Linked DNA regions of Mus musculus: all the other regions are linked to region 1. A link is a contact called in public HiCAR-type, HiChIP or PLAC-seq and promoter capture Hi-C data. All regions are on one chromosome and are shown on one strand. The core of a region is the stretch at or near the end of the contact, and the rest is flanking DNA. Distances in the headings are between cores, read along the strand shown. Region 1 holds the start of Uggt1 (UDP-glucose glycoprotein glucosyltransferase 1). Region 2 holds the start of Ptpn18 (protein tyrosine phosphatase, non-receptor type 18). Region 3 holds the start of Amer3 (APC membrane recruitment 3). Region 4 holds the start of Arhgef4 (Rho guanine nucleotide exchange factor (GEF) 4).

The links. Promoter capture Hi-C pulls out the DNA fragments that hold promoters and counts their contacts. HiCAR-type assays count read pairs that join an accessible place to other places. HiChIP or PLAC-seq counts read pairs in DNA pulled down with a chosen protein or histone mark.
Region 2: a contact with region 1 is called in a HiCAR-type map of astrocytes, with 2.8 times the contacts expected there. The contact joins the promoter of Ptpn18 here to the promoter of Uggt1 in region 1. A contact is called at or near these places in 3 of 39 promoter capture datasets (embryonic stem cells, hippocampal neurons and pre-B cells), 2 of 115 datasets of contacts at active chromatin or transcription factors (astrocytes and neural tube) and 1 of 9 other capture datasets (embryonic stem cells).
Region 3: a contact with region 1 is called in an H3K4me3 HiChIP or PLAC-seq map of embryonic forebrain, with 5 times the contacts expected there. The contact joins the promoter of Amer3 here to the promoter of Uggt1 in region 1. A contact is called at or near these places in 2 of 39 promoter capture datasets (the 3T3-L1 cell line and hippocampal neurons) and 1 of 115 datasets of contacts at active chromatin or transcription factors (embryonic forebrain).
Region 4: a contact with region 1 is called in a promoter capture Hi-C map of hippocampal neurons, with 4 times the contacts expected there. The contact joins the promoter of Arhgef4 here to the promoter of Uggt1 in region 1. A contact is called at or near these places in 3 of 39 promoter capture datasets (the 3T3-L1 cell line, cranial neural crest and hippocampal neurons) and 2 of 115 datasets of contacts at active chromatin or transcription factors (astrocytes and stem cell-derived neural progenitor cells).

Annotation. Positions count from the first base shown.
Region 1 is chr1:36,242,940-36,245,810 of GRCm38.p6, reverse strand. It overlaps Uggt1 (UDP-glucose glycoprotein glucosyltransferase 1), which reads left to right and starts at 1,509. Exons shown (of 41, transcript NM_198899.2): 1 at 1,509-1,741. The coding sequence starts at 1,684. Gm39625 (a long non-coding RNA gene) reads right to left here and starts at 1,502. Exons shown (of 2, transcript XR_865343.3): 1 at 1,328-1,502.
Region 2 is chr1:34,458,307-34,461,177 of GRCm38.p6, reverse strand. It overlaps Ptpn18 (protein tyrosine phosphatase, non-receptor type 18), which reads right to left and starts at 1,432. Exons shown (of 15, transcript NM_011206.2): 1 at 1,262-1,432. The coding sequence starts at 1,354. Gm32504 (a long non-coding RNA gene) reads left to right here and starts at 143. Exons shown (of 4, transcript XR_373299.3): 1 at 143-1,419; 2 at 1,515-1,757; 3 at 1,914-2,871.
Region 3 is chr1:34,578,278-34,581,148 of GRCm38.p6, reverse strand. It overlaps Amer3 (APC membrane recruitment 3), which reads right to left and starts at 1,456. Exons shown (of 2, transcript NM_213727.2): 1 at 1,383-1,456.
Region 4 is chr1:34,676,769-34,679,639 of GRCm38.p6, reverse strand. Arhgef4 (Rho guanine nucleotide exchange factor (GEF) 4) reads right to left here and starts at 1,458. Exons shown (of 14, transcript NM_001368773.1): 1 at 1,378-1,458. The coding sequence starts at 1,416.

The DNA of each region.
Region 1 (2,871 bases), core at 260-2,759:
GTTCCAAGTTGTAGACTCATTGTTTCTGTTCTACCTATAAAAGGCACAGATGTCGCTCCTGCCCTCACAACATTAAACAGATAATAATAATAATAATAATAAAAAAAATCTACAGAGCACTGATTTCAGAGGACAAATGTGCCACTTCAAAAGTCGGAGAGAAGATTTGGAGTAACGGTCAGTGCTTGCGTTCTCTCTCTTTCTTCTCTGTGTGAGTGTCTCCAGGTTGGCACACATGTGTGCAAGTCAGTGTCTCCAATTTGGTACACATGTGTGTGCATGGGTGTGCAAGCTAAAGATTAGTCTCAGCTGTCATTTCTCAGGACAATGTCCAGTTTGGTTTTCTGAGAGTGTCTCTCACTAGTCTGAACCACACCCATTTGGCTGGTAGCTTGCTGGCCAGTAAGACCCAAAGTTCTGCCTGTCTCTACCTCCAGTGTTTACTTGGCTAGTATGTTATGTGTGTGTGTGTGTATGTGTGTGTGTGCATGCACGTATGTATGCCTGTGTGTGTGTGTATGTATGAATATATGTGTGTGCCTGCACACAAGCTCAATTGACACTTCGTATTTTCCCCAGTCACTCGGTATTTATTGAGGTAGAATTCTTGAGCTCAAGAATTCTGGCTAGTGTGGCTAGCCACTTTGCCAGAGGAATTGTCTCTGCCTCCTGAGAACTGGGATTACAGGTAGCTATTACTACAATTTCTACAGGGGTCCTGGAGATCTGAACTGTAGTCTTCACATCTGGGCAGCAAATACTTTGTCTACTGAGTCATCTCCGCAGCCCGTGCCTGGCGTTTGCGGTGTATTCTGGGAATTGAGCTTAGGTTTCCAGCTTAGCAGCAAGAACCTTTGTCTTTTTTGCTTTCTTTTCCCCTGATGCTGCTTGGGTCTTGGAGGTGGTGATATAGGTGTTTCAGTCAGAGCTGAGATCATTTAGTCTCAGTCAGTTTGACTAGTTATGGATCTCTGCATTAACCAACATCACATACTCTAAAACAAATTTATAACTTTTTCTTCCTTTTGAGATAGGGCCTTGAACTCACAGAGATTCTTCTGCCTTTTTTTTTTTTTTTTTTTTTCTCGAGACAGGGTTTCTCTGTATAGCCCTGGCTGCCCTCGAACTCACAAATCCGTTTGCCTCTGCCTCCCGAGTGCTGGGATTAAAGGTGTGTGCCACCACGCCCAGCATGAGCTTCTTCTGCTTTTTGTGTCTTGAGTTTGTGTACGTTTATTTAACTTGAGAGGAATAAATAATAAAAATAGGGAGAAAAAGGTTGAAATAACTATCTGCCGGGGCGGTTGGACTGCGCCTTGAAGCTCACCTGCTTGAACTGGGTCTTCTAGGATCTTAAATTCAGGAGGCGAGCTGGCTCAACCAGGAGAGGGGAGGGGCCGAGAGAAGGGGCGGGTCTTATGCCGGTTTCATGGCCGCTGCGGGACTCTCTGGCAAACCCCCGCCGCACTCGATAGCCGGAAGTCGTCCTGCCTTCGCCTCTAGGAAGCGGAAGTGCAGGGGCAGCTGGCAACTGGGTTATTGCTTTGAGAAACCGGCTTGTGAGGAGCGGCGGGAAAGGCGCGTGTCGGCTTCTCACTGGCGCAGCCTCCCCGGCGATCGCCGCTGCTCCGCCCTGCCCAGGCGTCGTTGCAGACACCGGAGTGGACGAAGCGCGGCCCGGGCATGTGCAGCCGGGGGGATGCGAACACTGCGGATGCCGCGGCTGCGCGGCGGGTGACAGGTACCTTGGGTGGCGTGGGGAGGCCTCGGGAACAGGAGAGGGGCCAGCGCGGGAGGCGACCGTGAGTCCGAGTCACCTTGGGCTTCCTCTTGTACTCTGACTCGGTTTTCCCTCCAGTGTTCTCTCCACGAGCGCCTCAAGTCGTCCCCAGCGGTCTTCTGGGGACAGAGTGGCGGCGGGCTCACTCCAGCAGTCCTGACCCTGTTTGAAGTGTAGGAGGAGGAAGCGCCCCCAGGACTTTAGACCAAGTCTGACCCTAAGTAGGTTGAGAATCAGCATTTTGCATGATTCTGGAGAAACGAGTTGGCGTTTTTATAGGTTTCTGAGTTCAGGTGATGCATCTGTGGGTGATAAGATCTCTTGGCGTGAAATTGGACGGTTCACTTCACTTTTAGCTTGTGATCTGTGCATCTCCAAAACATTGTGATCGTGAGCTCTTCTTGCTGCTGGGCTGAAAGCTCTCTTGTTCTGCATTTGTTGCCAGGTTTGAAATGGAGAGAGTGTTTTGTTTGTTCTGAGACCTATGATCTTGCCCTTGCAGTGCCTTGGAAACATCTGTGCCCGTGCAAGCTTATTGTAGTATAAAGTTCTTTATTTCCTAGTAATACCTTGTACACTGCCAAACGCATGAAGACATAGTCATGTCTGTTTGCTTGTCCTACCCCTTTGGAGGTAGGGTCTCAGGATCATAGGCTACCCTTGGAATCCCGGCCACCACCAGATCTGCTTGGAGACATTTTACAAAGCTAGTTAACACTACAAAACTGGAGCAGATTGTAGCCTTTCCACTTGACTTGTTTTTGGTAAACTTAGCTGAAACTTTTCTTTCTTAAATAAAAAATTTTATTTTGTTTACTTAGATTTTGTTGTGTGTATACAGGACAACTTAGTGGAGTTAGCTTTCTCCATCCACCTCTGTGTGGCTTTCTTTTTAGGGCTCAATCTCAGGTCACCAGGCTTGCATGGCAAGAGCCTTTACCCACAGAGCCATCTTGCTAAAACTTTCTTTTTTGCTTTCTTGAGGGAGGAAGAGAAAGGGAGAGAGGATCTAGATATAGAGACACAAATTAAATGTCTGTCTCTCTGTCTGACTGTTTGTCTATATCAAGAGGTGGGAGAGAGAATATGAA
Region 2 (2,871 bases), core at 183-2,682, 1.8 Mb after region 1:
TATTAATGTTTGTTGTATCTGTTGTGGTGTTTGGTTGCTTTGTTGGGTTTTTGTTTGTTTGTTTTGCTTATTTAGTTAGTTGGGGTTATTTTTTTTGTTTGGTTGGTTTTTTTATTGTTTTAGAGACAAGGTCTTCCTACATATCCCTGGCTGTCCTGGAGTTCACTGTGTAGACCAGACTGACCTCAGACTTACAGTAACCTTCCTTTCCCTGCCTCCAAGTGCTAGGATTAAAGGCATGCACCACCACCAGAGTTTCACTGTTACTGGTTTACATATTGGCCTGTGTAAACTATCTTTTTCATTCTTTGAAACAATCTCCAGAGTATTCCAGAGTGGTCACAAAATTATGTAATTCAGGCTGGCCTTGAACTCATGGTTATCCCCCGGTTTTAGGCTACCAACTGCTAGAATTACAGGCATGTGCCACCATGCCAGGCTGTAAGTGATCATTTAATGTCACACTTATTTTTATATCATTGTCATTTACATTTCTAAGTTTGAGATAGTGTATTACGTATTTGGATCATGTCACTCTATTTAAAATACGTCATTACATGTTGTGTGCCATGGCTGTTGAGTGGCAGTAGCTCTCACAAGCTTGATTGGCCCGAGGTAACGTTTACAACCTTTGTAAACCATGTTAAAGGCAGGTGCATACAGTTAATATAGCCAGTGAATACCCAACGCGTGCTAGGTGCATCTACCCAAACCACCTAATTTTCAAACCGGCTTGTCTTTTATCATTCACAATTCAAAACAGGTGAAAATGAAGTCAGAGCTCCCAGGGCCACAGTTCTGAAAAGCCCTAGGATAGACTGGTAACGCGAAACCTAGGCTAGGCTACAAGTTTCCTCGTTCCTCTTTCTGCTGCCCCAAACCACTTCCTCCCTGGGATTACAAGGTGACCCAGGAGTGGCCCGGGTTGGGGACTCGAGTCCAGCGCAGGTGTGTTGCCTCCCTCCACGGCGGAAGCCACGGCCCCGCTAGGGAGAAGATTGCACCGGGAGCTCGACACCGACACCTGAGTGTGTCTGGCTCCTCCTAAACAGTAGCCGTCTTCACCCTCTGGGCACCTGTGGGCAAAGTGCGGAAGGCTGGGAGAGTCAGGGTGAGAGAAGTGCGGGAAGAGGAAAGCCGAGAGCAGGAGGGAGGAGACGCCCCGGGAGCTGAGAGGAAAAGGCAGAGCTTTCATATTGCACAGGTGGACAGCCGTGGGGAGCGCCTGGCTGCGAAGCTTGATGGCTGGAGTGTCACTCACGCTGAACTCACGAGCGAGGATTGCCCCCTCCCGGTAGTCCCGGGCCTCCAGCTGCTCCAAGAAGCTCCTCACCAAGTCCGTATGGCGACTCATGCTGCGACCCGCTCTGAGGTCTCCCACAAGGAGTGATCCGACTCCGAGAATTTAGCCACTGCGAGGTGGGGCCTCCATTCCAGCAGCCAATGAAGACCGGTAATTGGCAGGCTCCTCGGCCAATGGCACTAGGAGTTCACTCCGTTCGTCCCGCCCATAGGTGCTGGCTGCCACCGCAGCCGAACTGGCCGTCCAAGTAGCTGCGGGTCCCGCAATTCCCCACTGGCGCCTCGGGTGCTTCGGCTGCCGTGAAGCTGGTGGAGTCCGCACGGAACGCTCAGTCCCATTGGCCTTTCCAGGGGGATGGCTGCGCTCTCAATCTCGCAGGCCGGGTTCCCAAGGTTGCTCCGGAGTCCTGCGAGCGCTGAGGTTCACAGTCGTGCGACAGCGGAATATGAGAGAGGTCGGGGACTTCGAATAAATATATTCCCTGCACTTTGCTCTGGGAAAAGGCCTATTTCTGAGGGTAGGGGGTGTGATTTCACTTTTGGAACCTGCTGGAAAAGCGGGGACACCAGGATTCAGTCCTAACTTGTGGATCTTAACCCATACCCCTCAGGGAGGAAGAGACTAGAGAGGCATTGGGAGGAAAAGTGGTCTCAACACTCACTCCGTCCCCCTTCAGGAGTTTGAAGAAGATCTTATGCTGAAGCTCCTGGGGTCCTGGAGACTAAAGACTGGAGAAGAGCCGTGCTAAGGTTTGTAGCTGAATTGGTAGAGTGCCTGTCCCAGCATTCACAAGGTGGAGGCAAGAAAATCAGAAAGTCAAGGTCACCCTAGCTTACATTGTGAATTCAAAGTTAGCTTGTGATGAAATCCTGTCTCAAAGTTAAAAAAAAAAATGGAAGAAAGGAAGGAAGGAAGGAAGGGAGAGAGAGAGAGAGAGAGAGAGAGAGAGAAAGGAAAATGTTTTAATGATGGTGGAATGGTTCAGTAGGTAAATGCCTTGCCACTAAATAAACATGACAACCTGGATTTGATACCTAGGACCCACATGGTGGAAGGAGAAAATCGACTCCAGAGTGTTGTCCTTGGACAACTACACAGGCTCTATAGTGAGGGTGTATCTCCCTACACACAAAAGAAAATAAAAGGGGGTTCTTTCCAAAACAGGCTTCAGCAGATGGAGTAGCACCACCTGCAAGGGAACCAAAGAATTTCAAGCATTGCCAACTCTCTGTTGAGGGAGGGCTCTGAGGAGATCCGTTTGGGGTCGTGTGCAAAAGTAGGGCTAAGGCGAATTGAAAGTGCTTTAAGCATGCTGAGCGGAGCGGTGGTGGCACACGCCTTTAACCCCAGCACTTGGGAGGCAGAAGCAGGTGGATTTCTGAGTTCGAGGGCAGCCTGGTCCACAGAGTGAGTTCCAGGACACCCAGGGCTATACAGAGAAATCCTGTCTCGAAAAACCAAAAAAAGAAGTGCTTTAAGTCACTGGAAGATGAGTGGGATCATTGGTAAAAGGCTGTCAACTTGGTCATCACAGTGTTTAAATGAAGGAATGGATAGCATCTTTAAAA
Region 3 (2,871 bases), core at 207-2,706, 1.7 Mb after region 1:
CTAAAAAGGATATTGGGTCTGGAAACTTTACTTCTACAAACGCAATTTATGCTAATAATTTTCAAAGACAGGCCCCCAACTACACTAAGCAGCCTCTCACCTCTAATATGAACCTTTGCATTCCATGAGCTCAGAACCCATGCAGGACACTTATTTAATCCATTCTCTTTCAAGGATGTGAAAACCTAAAAGACAGCAGAAGACCAAGGAGACACAGAAAGTGCATTCTAGACAGTGGACACACCCTGCAAAAGGCCCCAAGGAAAAGAGACATATAAACATGGATGCAGCGGTGACTGAAAGAGCAATGGGAACAGGCCAGGAGATCAGTCAGGAGGCCATAGCTGACCCAAGGACCCTGGACGGAGTGTGAGGAGCTACAGGTGAAAGTGGAAACTTGGGACAAGAGAGAATGGGGGGAAAGGAATGTGAATCTGAAACTACATCAGAGATCAGCAGAAAGGCGATCATGGAGATGTTCGTGTCTGCTTCTGACTCTCAGCACACCAGGACAGGAGTTTACTACAAAATTAACACTTCACGAAGCGACCTCTCTATTTTTTCCATATAGTGACAATTTTTTGATCAGTTATCTCGGATTTTCTAACCCCTCCCCCCCCCCGAATGTAATTCTGTACCTTCTTTTCTTTTAGTATGGAAAAAAATCTTATAGAGCAAAATTAAGAAGAAAAACAAGTGACCACATGGCCTGTAGTTTTAGCATTTGAAATGCTCGCCCCTCCCCTCCCCCAAACCCTAGCAGGTCACAGCGGGCTGTTAAGTATGAAGAGGTGTCATATTTAAAGAAGAGCAGCCCTAGATGAGGTACCTTGCCCAGCGACTTCATTGGTGTTGGGGAGGAGGTAGCAAAGGCTAGGGGGCAGTAGTTTGTCTCTGTGGCAGAGTGCCTTGTTGCTGGTGTGGTGAAGGCCCAAGTGACATGGAAAAGCTCTCGTGTTCTGGGATGGGGGTGGGGATGGTAATAAAGCAGAAATAGAATCTGCAGCGAGAACCACCCACTCCCACACTGGGGAGACAATGGGCCCTATGGGTGAGGGTCCTGGCCCACGTCCTCCTAGAGAGCTCTGCCAAATGGACAGATGGACCACTATAATCTTACTTGTTCTTCCCCAGACCCCTCGTCGCGGTGACAGGGTTTTTCGCATTCCCTAACCTAAACCTAACCCAGTCACTGAGCTCAGCTCCAGGCCCCGCGCATCCTCTCTGGGCGCCGCGGAGTGGAGGCAGTGCCCATCTAGGGCCCCTTCACTCTCCCACCCATCACAGAGAATGCATTCAAACATTTCCCGGTCCCCCCTAGCTCCCGATGAGGACCAGCGAGGCAGGGACCAACGCAGCCTCTCGGGGCCTCAGCCACTTACCGCCGGGGCTGGGGAGTGTCGCAGGGCGCGGCCGTGCCCGAGCCAGGAACGAGTGCGCGCCCGAGCCTCGCGTCAGCACCACGGCCAGCTCCAGGTTCCGCGCCGCCGTTGGGGGCGGGCCTCCGGGCACCCGCGCGCACCACCAGCCTCGGCTCCGCCGCGCTTGGGAGGGCGGTGACCGGAGGACGCTGGCGAGTAGCGGAGGAGCGAGGAGACTTAGCCGCCACTGCGCCGCCGCCACACAGAATTGCTGGCTTTGTTCTAGCTCTCTCCCTCTGCCCACCTAGCTGCTCCCATAATGCTGTGGGTTTTGCATCCCTAAACCCCTTTGGTCCTCAGTCCGGGGGTCCCCGTATACCCGGAGACTACAGGTGTGGGTCCCCCGCCCTCCTGAATCCCGCAGGTCCAGGACCCGCTGACTCCAGCTCTTTCCAAAAGACGATGTCACACACAGCCTCTCTAGCAGTCTTACTGAAGATTCAGGATTCTAAGGCTTGGAAGAATGAGCAAGTCAATGTGGGGAGGAAGAAAATCATAAATTAAAAGAGACATTTCCTTTCCACGCACTTACTGTGTGGTCTGCTGATGCTATCCCCCTGCCGCAGTCTTGAAGATCAAACAGAAACGATTTGGGGAACCCCTCCCGCAGAACTGAGGACGAGGGCCCCCCAGGCTGGTCCAGTGTCCAGGGCTGAGCTGGCAGGTGGGGATAAAGGGTAAAGAAACTCCGCTAGCGTTTAGGCGGTCTTGTCTCCTGCCGGGGTGGAGCCAAGGATGGGAAGCCTAACTGCTTCTGTTTGGGAAAGGCTGATCTCAACAAGGGGCTAGTCACAAGTGTGAGCAGGCTGAAGAGCAGTTGCAAAGGAGCCAGTTAGGATTAGGCTGAGAACCAGGGAATAAGAGGGGTGGTGACTGACAAAGACCACGCACTTCTTTGAGCCAGAAGGCTCCCTCTCTGTCCTACATCTAAAAAGTCCCGCACTCAAGGTTTTTCCAACCTTTTGATCTGCAGTGCTTTGGCAAGCCTTAACCAGTTGAAACTTCTCTCTGCCAGCCAGGGAGATGACCCATTTCTAGGGGAGCTACACGGTTGAATCTTCTTTCTACACAAACCTCCCACTAAGTGTGGTGTGTGTGTGTGTGTGCCCTGTGTGGATGTGTGCACATGCGCATGCGTGGCATAGGCCTGTGGAGGCCAAAGGTTGAGTGTCTGCCTCAACGGTTTTACTTTGTTAATGTCTCTGGAGAGAGTCTTTTGCTGAACCCTGGACGGGAAGCTCATCATTTAGTAGGTCTGGTAGGTCTAATTGACCAAGGATCATCTGATCTTCTTTTTGCCCAACACTCCCCACCACCACACACACACACACAAACACACACTCGAACACACACACACACACACACACACACACACACACACACACACTCACAGAACCATGGGGTTCCTGACCTGCACTGTGGTACCTGGATTTTATGTGGATACTGGAGA
Region 4 (2,871 bases), core at 209-2,708, 1.6 Mb after region 1:
AAGCTGTCCCAGAATTGCTAGCCACCTCCCCATAGGCTACACAGTCCGTCCCCTGAGCTAAGGCAAGCAAGACCTGGAGATTCTGTCTAGCTGACTTGTGACCTAAGTCACCCGTTGCTTACTGTTACCTACAGTCATAACTGAGGAAGAACCAAGGTCCCCAGCTCACAAAAACTCCACCCACCTGTTGCCTTAAGACCCTCACCCGAAAGGAACAAAACGAATTAACCACACTTTTCCAAACAGGAAAACAAACCCCAAAGTGCTTAAATGATTATTCCAAGATCCACCGTATAGCTTGGGATTCTGTGGCAGGGTCATCATTCCAAGAGTCTGAACAGCACAAAACAGCGAGCCAGGCATGCTCGCCCTTCCCCCACCTCGATGCGGAGCCCCAGAAAGTCCCCTCTCCCCATCCCTCATTCTCTTCCTCTATGGTTGTATTGTAACCACTAAGGTGGTTACAGGTAGGCAGGCCTTCCAAATGGCAGAGGCAAAGGCTGAGGTCAGGCAGAGTTCCTTCTATCCCGTATGGGTCTGGGTCACCTGCTCACCCCCACCCCCACCCCACCCCCACCCCCGGCTCAGAGCTCTCAGGACCAGAAGACTCTGCCTCACCCGCAGCCATCACCTGCCAGCCTTTCCCTGCGCTTCCTCCTGCTGGCCTCCAGCTGACACTTCCGGATTCTTGAAGCCTTGGTCCTAAAGTCAGGTCACATTCCCACCTCCCACACTGCTCACTTGGAGAGGTGGGACTTGGCAACCTGCAACCAGCTACCCCTCTGCCAGTACCCTGCAGCCGGCTGCCCACCCCAAGATCCCTGTGTGGTTAAGAGACGTGGTAGCATCCCAGTATAGTGGGGTCTCCACGATCGACCGACCCCAGTCAAGGACTCAGCTCTTCTACTAAGTTCCGATTCCGGTACGGAGTCTTAGGCACTTGTTCACGAAGGTGCCCCAACCGAGATTCTCCCTCTGATATATCCAGGTAACTACAATAGCAACCACTTCCTGGGTAGCTCCAGCTGCCCAGCTACCCAGCCAAGACTGGGAGAAACCCAGGAGTGCCCGGGCTCTCACCAGTCTCTCCAGCCTCGGTCAAGTCCACTTTCCCCCTCCCCGGAGCCTATAATCCCCTGTGCGCCTCTTTCTCCCCCCGTCCCCGCAGTCCCCAAGGCCACACTCGGGCAGGCCACCACCTCCAGATCCAGCACATCCATCGAGAAGCTGCGACTGCCGCGCGGATCGTTCTTGGGTACCTCTTAGGCACCCACAAACAGCCCAGGGCGCAGCGGCGTGCGCGGCTGCCCCTTCAGCAACCCCAGCAAAACTCTGCAAGCAAACCCGGTTTTGAATCCCCGGGACCACGTCTCTCACCTTAAAGAAGCTGCGAAGGAAGTGCACCACACCGAGCATGGTGCTGCCCGGGCACTACGGCCACCCGCTGCTCCTGACTGCGCTGGCGAGCCGAGCTCCGGACGCCACCCCGCGCCCCGCCCCATGGTCTGCCCTGGACCGCCGAGGAGCCCCGCCTCCGCAACCGGGCCACGCCGGGCACGTGCGAGTCCGCAGGGACTTGTCCAAACACTGGTCCCGCCTGCCCACTAGGAATCTGAGCGTAGTCTAAGTAAGAAAAGGGCAAGTGGATCCACAGCGGTCTATCTGCGGCTCACTGGCACGCTTACCTCCACCCTTTGATCCCCTAGGTCTGTCTGGCACACAGTCCTATGACTAGTGCCTGACCGTGGTCCTATTGGAAGCAGCCACCTCCCTTTCCACCTCACAGCTTAGTCAAGCGTTGAGAACCTTCAAGACGTTAACGCAATACTTTAGTAGTTGAGGAAACAGAAGCTGCGCGCAGTCTGTACTCACAAAGCTAGAACTGGGCAATTGTGGACTCAAACCCCTGTACCTAACTAAGTCTTGACCCAGAGCCCACTTCTTGCTCCCCTTTCCCCGCCTTTCCAGTTGTTCTCTGATAGATGTGACTGGAGGAAAGGTGAGGAGAGTCCTGGAAGCTGGCGCAGCGTGGTGAGACAGAAGCAGGTGACCAGGACACAGGGGCTCTAGAGTCCCGTTTTTGACGAGTCATCAGTTTTTTAGGTTCATTTGTGTGTTTGTGCACAAGCATATGCACACCACAGGAGGATGTTCCGGGACTTGGCTTTTGCTTCCCGACTTTCCCCTTGGAGACAATCTCTCACTGCGTATGGGGCTGGTTTTTCTGCTGGAATGGCTGACTGGCTGGCTGTCAAGCCCAGCTCTCCATCCTATCTCTGCCAGGTTCCTCTGACTCAGGAAAGGAGTTATGGGCAGGCGTGGCCACACCCCGATTTTTATGTGGGGGCTGGGATCCAAACTCAAATCCTCTCACTTGTACATCAAGTTCTCTTAACAACCGAGCCATCTCCCTGGCCCCTAGTTATAATTTCATAACACAAAAAGAAAATGTTAATAACAGTTCCAGTGAGGCCAACCTGAGTTATAGTCATCTTTATATAAACGCAGCTTTAACACACTCAAACCTACACACACACACACACACACACACACCATTTTTTTTAAAAAAATAGTTGTAAAACAGAAATAGAGTATTCTAAATTTCTGCAGAAGTACAGAGGCAAGAGTTTGTGAGCATTGTACTGCATTTGATGGGATCAAGCATCCCATGAAGGTTGAGCATCTGTCCACACTGGCTCTGGGCATCCCTCACTGCATCCCTCACAGCCCAAGCCTGCATCCCTCACTGAAGTCCTACCCCAGTGATCATTAGCATATTACCTAGGTGACAGTTGGAGTGTAGTATATTTCTCCTATGTTCAAACAGCATCTGCTTCTCCACTTCCTTTCAGATGCCCAGGGCAGCCAGCC